2 separate regions of the Gasterosteus aculeatus genome follow, and region 1 is linked to region 2. The links are chromatin contacts, called in public Hi-C maps. All regions are on one chromosome and are shown on one strand. Each heading gives the region's core, a stretch centred on a gene start, on an enhancer-like site or on the middle of the called end of the contact. The rest is flanking DNA. Distances are from core to core; before and after follow the strand shown. Region 1 overlaps LOC120820489 (phytanoyl-CoA hydroxylase-interacting protein-like). Region 2 holds the start of LOC120820355 (coiled-coil domain-containing protein 6).

The links. Hi-C and Micro-C count contacts between places; a contact is called where the count stands out from the background.
Region 1: a Hi-C map of skeletal muscle shows a contact between it and region 2, with 6 times the contacts expected there. The contact joins the enhancer-like site here to the promoter of LOC120820355 in region 2. A contact is called at or near these places in 3 of 6 Hi-C or Micro-C datasets (skeletal muscle and whole body).

Annotation. Positions count from the first base shown.
Region 1 is chr6:14,947,851-14,951,203 of fGasAcu3.hap1.1, forward strand. It overlaps LOC120820489 (phytanoyl-CoA hydroxylase-interacting protein-like), which reads right to left. Exons shown (of 5, transcript XM_040178316.2): 4 at 3,154-3,271; 5 at 1-869. The coding sequence ends at 326. Among protein-coding and RNA genes, the nearest start is that of LOC120820489, 11 kb to the right of the region's middle. Within about 2 kb of position 1,406, at least 6 of the 9 cell types and tissues checked have open chromatin away from gene starts, as enhancers often do.
Region 2 is chr6:14,911,826-14,914,921 of fGasAcu3.hap1.1, forward strand. LOC120820355 (coiled-coil domain-containing protein 6) reads left to right here and starts at 1,327. Exons shown (of 9, transcript XM_040177978.2): 1 at 1,327-1,967; 2 at 3,020-3,096. The coding sequence starts at 1,713. LOC120820651 (ankyrin-3) reads left to right here. Exons shown (of 45, transcript XM_078104746.1): 45 at 1-839.

The DNA of each region.
Region 1 (3,353 bases), core at 156-2,655, 36 kb after region 2:
CGAGGGGAAGGGTCTGTGTTCTTGGTGGTCCCTCACGTGGGAAATCTTTAGGTATTTCTTTTTTCTTTTCTCTTCTTTTACATTGAGGGGAACCCTTTTTAGATGCGGAGACGAAGCAGCAGGTGTCCGAGCGTGTCCTCTCTTCTTTGGGAATGGATGTCTCTTCAGAGGACACATCTGGGAGCCTTTCAAATCTGCTGCTTCATGCATGTTTCGGTCTGCTTCATGAGTACATGTGGACTTACTGTGTGTGTGTGTGTCTGTGTTTAGAGGTCGGTCAATGCTACTCCACCCGCCCCCCCCTCGTCCTAAAATGCACCTTTCCTTAGCGTCCCACGCTGATGTTGCAGGTCTTGCAGCTGGGGTCCTTCTTGGCGTTCACCGTGGACATGCTCATCAGCTGGTGCCCGCTGATCTCGGCCACCGTGCCCGACGCCAAGTCCACGGGCTCCGTGTAGATCACCTCCAGGATGACGTCCTGGGCGTGGTGGAACACCAGGCCGCCGTCGCCCGCCTCCCCCTGCTTGCAGGTGAGGAAGCGGTTGTCGGCGATGTCCAGCGCGGGCAGCCTCTGCTTACAGAAGTCGTCTCCCGCGGAGCCTTTCGGCGCCAGGACCAGAATGACAAAGTGGTAGGCCGTGTACATGCAGTAGAAGTCTCCGAAGTAAAGGTTGGTGTCGGTGTTGAAGAGCGTCTCGGCCTTGACCTCGAAGCGGTGGCGGCCGTACGGGGAGTCTTGCGGAGGCTTGCCTGTGTTGAACTCGGTGTTGCAGCTGAAGAAAAGGCCCTCCAGCTTGCCACTGATGGGCGACCCGTGGCTGCCGCTGTTGTCTTTCACCGACTGCAGCATCCGGTTGTCCTGCGCCTCCCTGGAGTTTGGGGAGTAACGAAGTTGGCAGTGAACAAGTATAGCACGCAATCAGCAAAAAGATGTTTCCGCCCCCCACCCCTTGGCCAATGAAAGCAATTTTTGAGATGCCAGAAGGCCGAGGCATCCCCTCTTTAAAGATATCATTTAGTGTATTAGAAACGACCTCGAAATGTAGGTTGTGACAATAAACAAGAGTGCACTGAATGGAAAATATATTATTTTAGAACTATGATTACATTTACTTAGTCCTGCTTTTCAAAAAGAGGAAAACATTTTCTGGAAACCAATTCATACATTCAACATTGCAAGCGATGACTGGAAAAGAAATACGCAGCTGCCACAGAATCGCTGAGTCAATCTGGAGCTCCAAAGCTCCAATTATGAACTGTAATTACACTGCTACCACTCCAGAGGTTGTCATTATACCCTCAACCGATGCTTTGTTGTGAGCATGATGGAATTAGTCCGAGGCCTCATCAACTGAACGTCAGTACCGCTTTCCCCCACGCGATGGTGCAGTTCAACCGAAGCGCGGGAATTAAAGTACAACAGATGCGACTGGGCAAAAGGAAGGAAGTCTTTCCAGATGACGTCATGTTGTAAAGCTCCAGCCGGATTGCTCACAAGCTGTGGCTTTGGTACAGACACAATGTGCTTCGTCAGGCCAAGAGAAAAGGCCTCGCTGTTACAGGAGCAAGTAGGTTGCAAAATATGCCGTGATGCAGTATGCCGTTTTTAAAGAATGTCACCGTATTTTATGTCAAGGAAATATCCCCAAAAATGTCACAGTATAAAAATAGCATCGTATTTTATTAAGTCGTTTTTTTAGTAGCTCCTCTTACACGACTGGATCAAAGGAATTAGTCGATGCTTTGTACTTGGCAACAAGTATGTAGCTCAAAACCAAAATACATTAACCCGAAATGACATCGTCATCATGTTGTTATAGAAGCTGCAGTGGGATATGAAAATGTTGTTTAGAGTCTGCGGATGGATGCGGTGTACTGCAGCTTTCTCACTATCAATTATTTACTATTGCGACGTCCTCGGAGGCCCAGGAGCCGCGTCGCATCTATCCGTCACAGAATTCCTTTACAGCACTATATTAACAATGAATGCAGCACAACCTTGGCTAAAAGGTCACATTTATGTCATAAAGCACCAGTTGTAACGTGAGTAAGGTCACCAGATGCCAACGAGGGGAAAAGACAAGAGTTATTGGTCTGAAATAACTGCTTTTTTTTTTTTTAAATGAAAAGGTGAATATAATTTAATTAGAAATGTGTGTGCAAGAAAGCTATTCAGAATGAGAATTTTTAAATGTTTTTTTACATTACATTACATTACATTACATGTCATTTAGCTGACGCTTTTATCCAAAGCGACGTACAATAAGTGCATTCAACCATAGGGTACAAACTCAGGAGAACAAGAAACAAGAAAGTGCAATTTCCTCAAATAAGCGAATTTACAATTTGCTATAGATGAGTGACGTCACAAGTACAATTTAAGTGCTGCAATTTGTTAGTCTTTAGTCGAGGTAGAGTCTGAAGAGGTGTGTCTTTAGTTTGCGGCGGAAGATGTGAAGGCTCTCTGCGGTCCTGATGTCTTCAGAGAGCGCGTTCCACCATTTCGGCGCAAGGACAGCGAAGAGTCGAGACCTAGTCGAGTGTTTTGCTCTCAGTGAGGGAGGGACGAGTAGTTTTGCAGATGCAGAGCGGAGAGTGCGGGTTGGGATGTAGGGTTTGACCATGTCCTGGATGTAAGCTGGACCCGATCCATTCACAGCATGGTACGTGAGCACCAGTGTTTTGAACTGGATGCGGGCGGCCACCGGTAGCCAGTGAAGAGAGCGGAGGAGTGGAGTAGTGTGGGAGAATTTCGGAAGGTTGAAGACCAGTCGAGCTGCTGCATTCTGAATGAGCTGCAGAGGTCGAATGGCGGTGGCAGGGAGACCTGCCAGGAGGGAGTTGCAGTAGTCCAGGCGGGAGATGACAAGAGCCTGAATCAGTACCTGCGCTGCCTTCTGAGTGAGAAGGGGACGTATTCTCCTGATGTTGTAGAGCGTGTATCTACAGGATCGCGTTGTCGCAGTGATGTTGGGAGTCAGGGAGAGTTGGTTGTCGAGTGTGACGCCGAGGTTCTTAGCAGTCGAAGTGGGCGTTAGCACAGAGTTTCCAAAAAGGAGCGGAGGAAATCAGTAAAGCCATGTAGTCACACATCTAAACTGATATCTTGACAAAAACTGTAGAAATCACAGTGTACTTGTCGCATATGCATACCTGGCGTGGTCAAAGTACTCTTTATTCTGGTTCCGGTAGAAGACGGAGAAGCGCAGCATCCGGCCCGCTATGACCTCGGCCTTTTGCATCAGCTGGTTTAGATGCACTGTGGAATAATCTGGTAAACAGACACAACACACAACGCAGTGAAAATTACTTTGCTTTCATCCGGAAGATCATAAACCAGGGTACAAATGTCA
Region 2 (3,096 bases), core at 77-2,576:
CTGAATGTACTGCTGGTAGGCTGGCTCGCTGTAAAGTTATAACCGTATCGTGCGTATTGGCTATAAGATGTAGGAGTCTCTGTTCACTGTTAGACTTTTTGTAATCATTTTCGCAGTGTGTCAATTTGGTTTTCTAACGGCTGCTGTGGCATTAAAGGAAAACTAGGGCATTTTATTTTCTTATTTTTTGGGGGTATTTCCTTAATTCAAAGCCTAATCACATTAAGGACACATAGAGACATTATTTGATTGTAGTTCTGAATAGCATATTGTATGACAAAATCACTGGATGGTCAAAAGAATTGATTTAAGCATTAAATAAATTGTTTAACTCTGAAACCGTGTGATCTTTTTAGGCTTGACAGTCTGCAGTGTCAAAATGTTACTTTACATTAGGAATTCTCTGTATTGGTTTTCATTAGATGCCCATGTAGTTCATGTGTGGTGTTCTACTGGTGCAGAGGCTCAGTGTGCTGACGTCTATGCTGTGGACATGAAAATTATGCGACTTTTTTTGGGGGGTGGGGGGGGTGTAAAGGAAGTCCGCTAGGGTGCTGTACCACATCCCCTTATACAACTGTATCAATCAGAGGGGAGGGACCTTTGATATGGTTGAACTGTCAATTTTGTTTGATATGTGTTTTCACCTGAGCAGATTTTTTGATGTACAATTCTTACTAACAAGAGTGAAGCCATTGAAATGTAACTATTCTAGCACTTTGGTTATTCGAGGTCTTTTAGAGGCTATAGCAGCAATGATGCCACCACAAATGTTTCAGACGTCTTTAAAAAATAAAAAAACCTAAAAAAAAAATTTAAAATGCATTGATTTCGCAATATAACCGTTTCCTGTCTTGTCTTTGTGTCCTTGGACCTTTGTTGTTATGGAAGTGCTGAGACACTATATACCCTTCATCCAGAATGCTGCCTCACCAAAGTGCCCTTGAGCAAAGCAATCTCCAGGGCTGCTTGTTTCTATGTTTGAACCACCTTGTTGGGGCCTGGAAACAGCACGTCCCCATGAGGACGATGCTAGTTAATGTTGAATATGTAATTAATGGACTGCATTTACAAAGCCACAGAACATTTTGTCATATTAACAAGCGGGAGTCTGGGGGATTGAACCACCAACCCTGATTAGAGGGGGGGGGGGGGGGGGGGGAACAACTCCTGAGATCCAGACACAATGAATAAATAAATGATCAAATGCAAACCCTATTTCAAAGCAGTTGCACCAAAATGGTCCCTCTCACGTGTATGATTAATTAACATTTTATATGCCGATTTATCGATATCGATTGTTGATGCATATGACGTATGATGTTTAGTTAGTAAAGGAACTAGCGGTACTGCCCAGTTGTTTGTGTGGTGGAACACACCTCTGCTTCTTTGAATAATCACAAATGCTTTTTAGGAGTATATATACTCGTTAAACCATCTCGTCGTTCAGCTCCAAAATGTGCTCCGGGCTCAAGATGGCAATCTGAAGTATTTGGAGGAGGAAAAAAAAAGAACATGTTTTTCAAGAGTCCAGTTTGGTGTGCGGCGGTGGATGGAGGGATGGATGCATTTCTCGGTACCGGAGACGGCCTGGCGATGGCGCTGTGCCGACACGCGAGAGCAAGGTCACACGGTGCGCCGTTATGCCGTCTGCGCCCCGCTAGCGCTGCAGCTGCCGTCGTCCTCCGCGCACGGCACACTGTCGCACAGCCATGGCCGACAGCGCGAGCGAGAGCGACACCGACGGAGCGGGCAGCAGCTCGGCCACCCCGATGTCGTCCTCCGCTTCAAACTCGGGGAAACCGAGCGTCGTCATTTCGCAGTTTCGCCTGGAGGAACTGACGAACCGCCTGGCCTCCTTGCAACAGGAGAATAAAGTTCTTAAAATTGAGCTGGAGACGTTCAAACTCAAGTGCAAAGCCCTGCAGGAGGAGAATCGGGACCTCCGCAAGGCTAGCGTCACCATTGTGAGTAACGTTAGCTCGCTATCTAGCCAGCTAGCGAGCTAAATGCTACCCAGTTATTGTAGCTATTTTATTGCAGTTATTTTTCAGCAAGTTGGCTACGGCTGTTGCTGCTGGTTGGCGTTTTAATAACTAGTGTCTTCACACGTGAAATTGTTACGTTAAAATGCTACCTGCATTTGATTGCAAACACTTTGGTGTTTTGCTAGCTCCGCTAACATTAGCTAACGCTAGTTTGGTATGTTGCTAAATCAGCCAGGAGGCTAACGTGTGCTAGGGGGTTGGGCAGCTACAGCCAGCTAACGTTAGTTCGCTTTGTTTTGCTTAGCGTCGCTGACGTTAGCTCAACGGGTCGCCTTCGGTTAAAACTGCGGTAAAATAAGGGTGGCCCGCCTCCCGATGGAAGTTAACATGCGGATGTTAGGTGCTGGGTCAGCTGATAACTCTCTGTATGACATTCGTCACCACGTTGTACCCGACGAGGACACGGTAACCGGCTGCAAATAAACAGCCCGGCGGCAGCATTGCCAGGGACCTCTGCGTCACGTCTCCACGCTCCGCTCACCAGCCGCGCCTTCATAAAACTGATCTGTTGGATAGATGGGGAAGTACAGTAGCTAGGGCAAACTTAGCGAGCTAGCTCCCTGCCGGGCTCAGATGTTGGCGAAGTCAGCCGCGGTGTGCCGTGTCTGTACCATGGGGCCGTTGTGAGACTAACAAGGACGCACGTATCATCACACTGTAATGCTAACGTTAGCCGCTGTAGCTGTCCCGCACATTTCCTCAGTGCCGCCCCCCCCCTCCTCCGCTGTTCGCTTTTCCCGTCAGTCAGTTTACTGCAACACCCGTTGAGTCACCGGGGAAAACCCTGCTTCCTCTTTGGCTGGGAGATTTCACCGCAGTGTGTTTTGTTTGCAGTTGGGGCCGGATCTCAGAATATTCACTACCTCACTGGTTCTTTGCCCCCCCACTGTCTCTCATCCCCACTGTCTCTCATCCCCACTGTCTCTCATCCCCACTGTCTCTCATCTGTTATCTTGTTGTCTGTCGCGCAGCAAGCGAGAGCGGAGCAGGAAGAAGAATTTATCAGCAACACCTTGTTCAAGAAGATCCAGGCCCTCCAGAAGGAGAA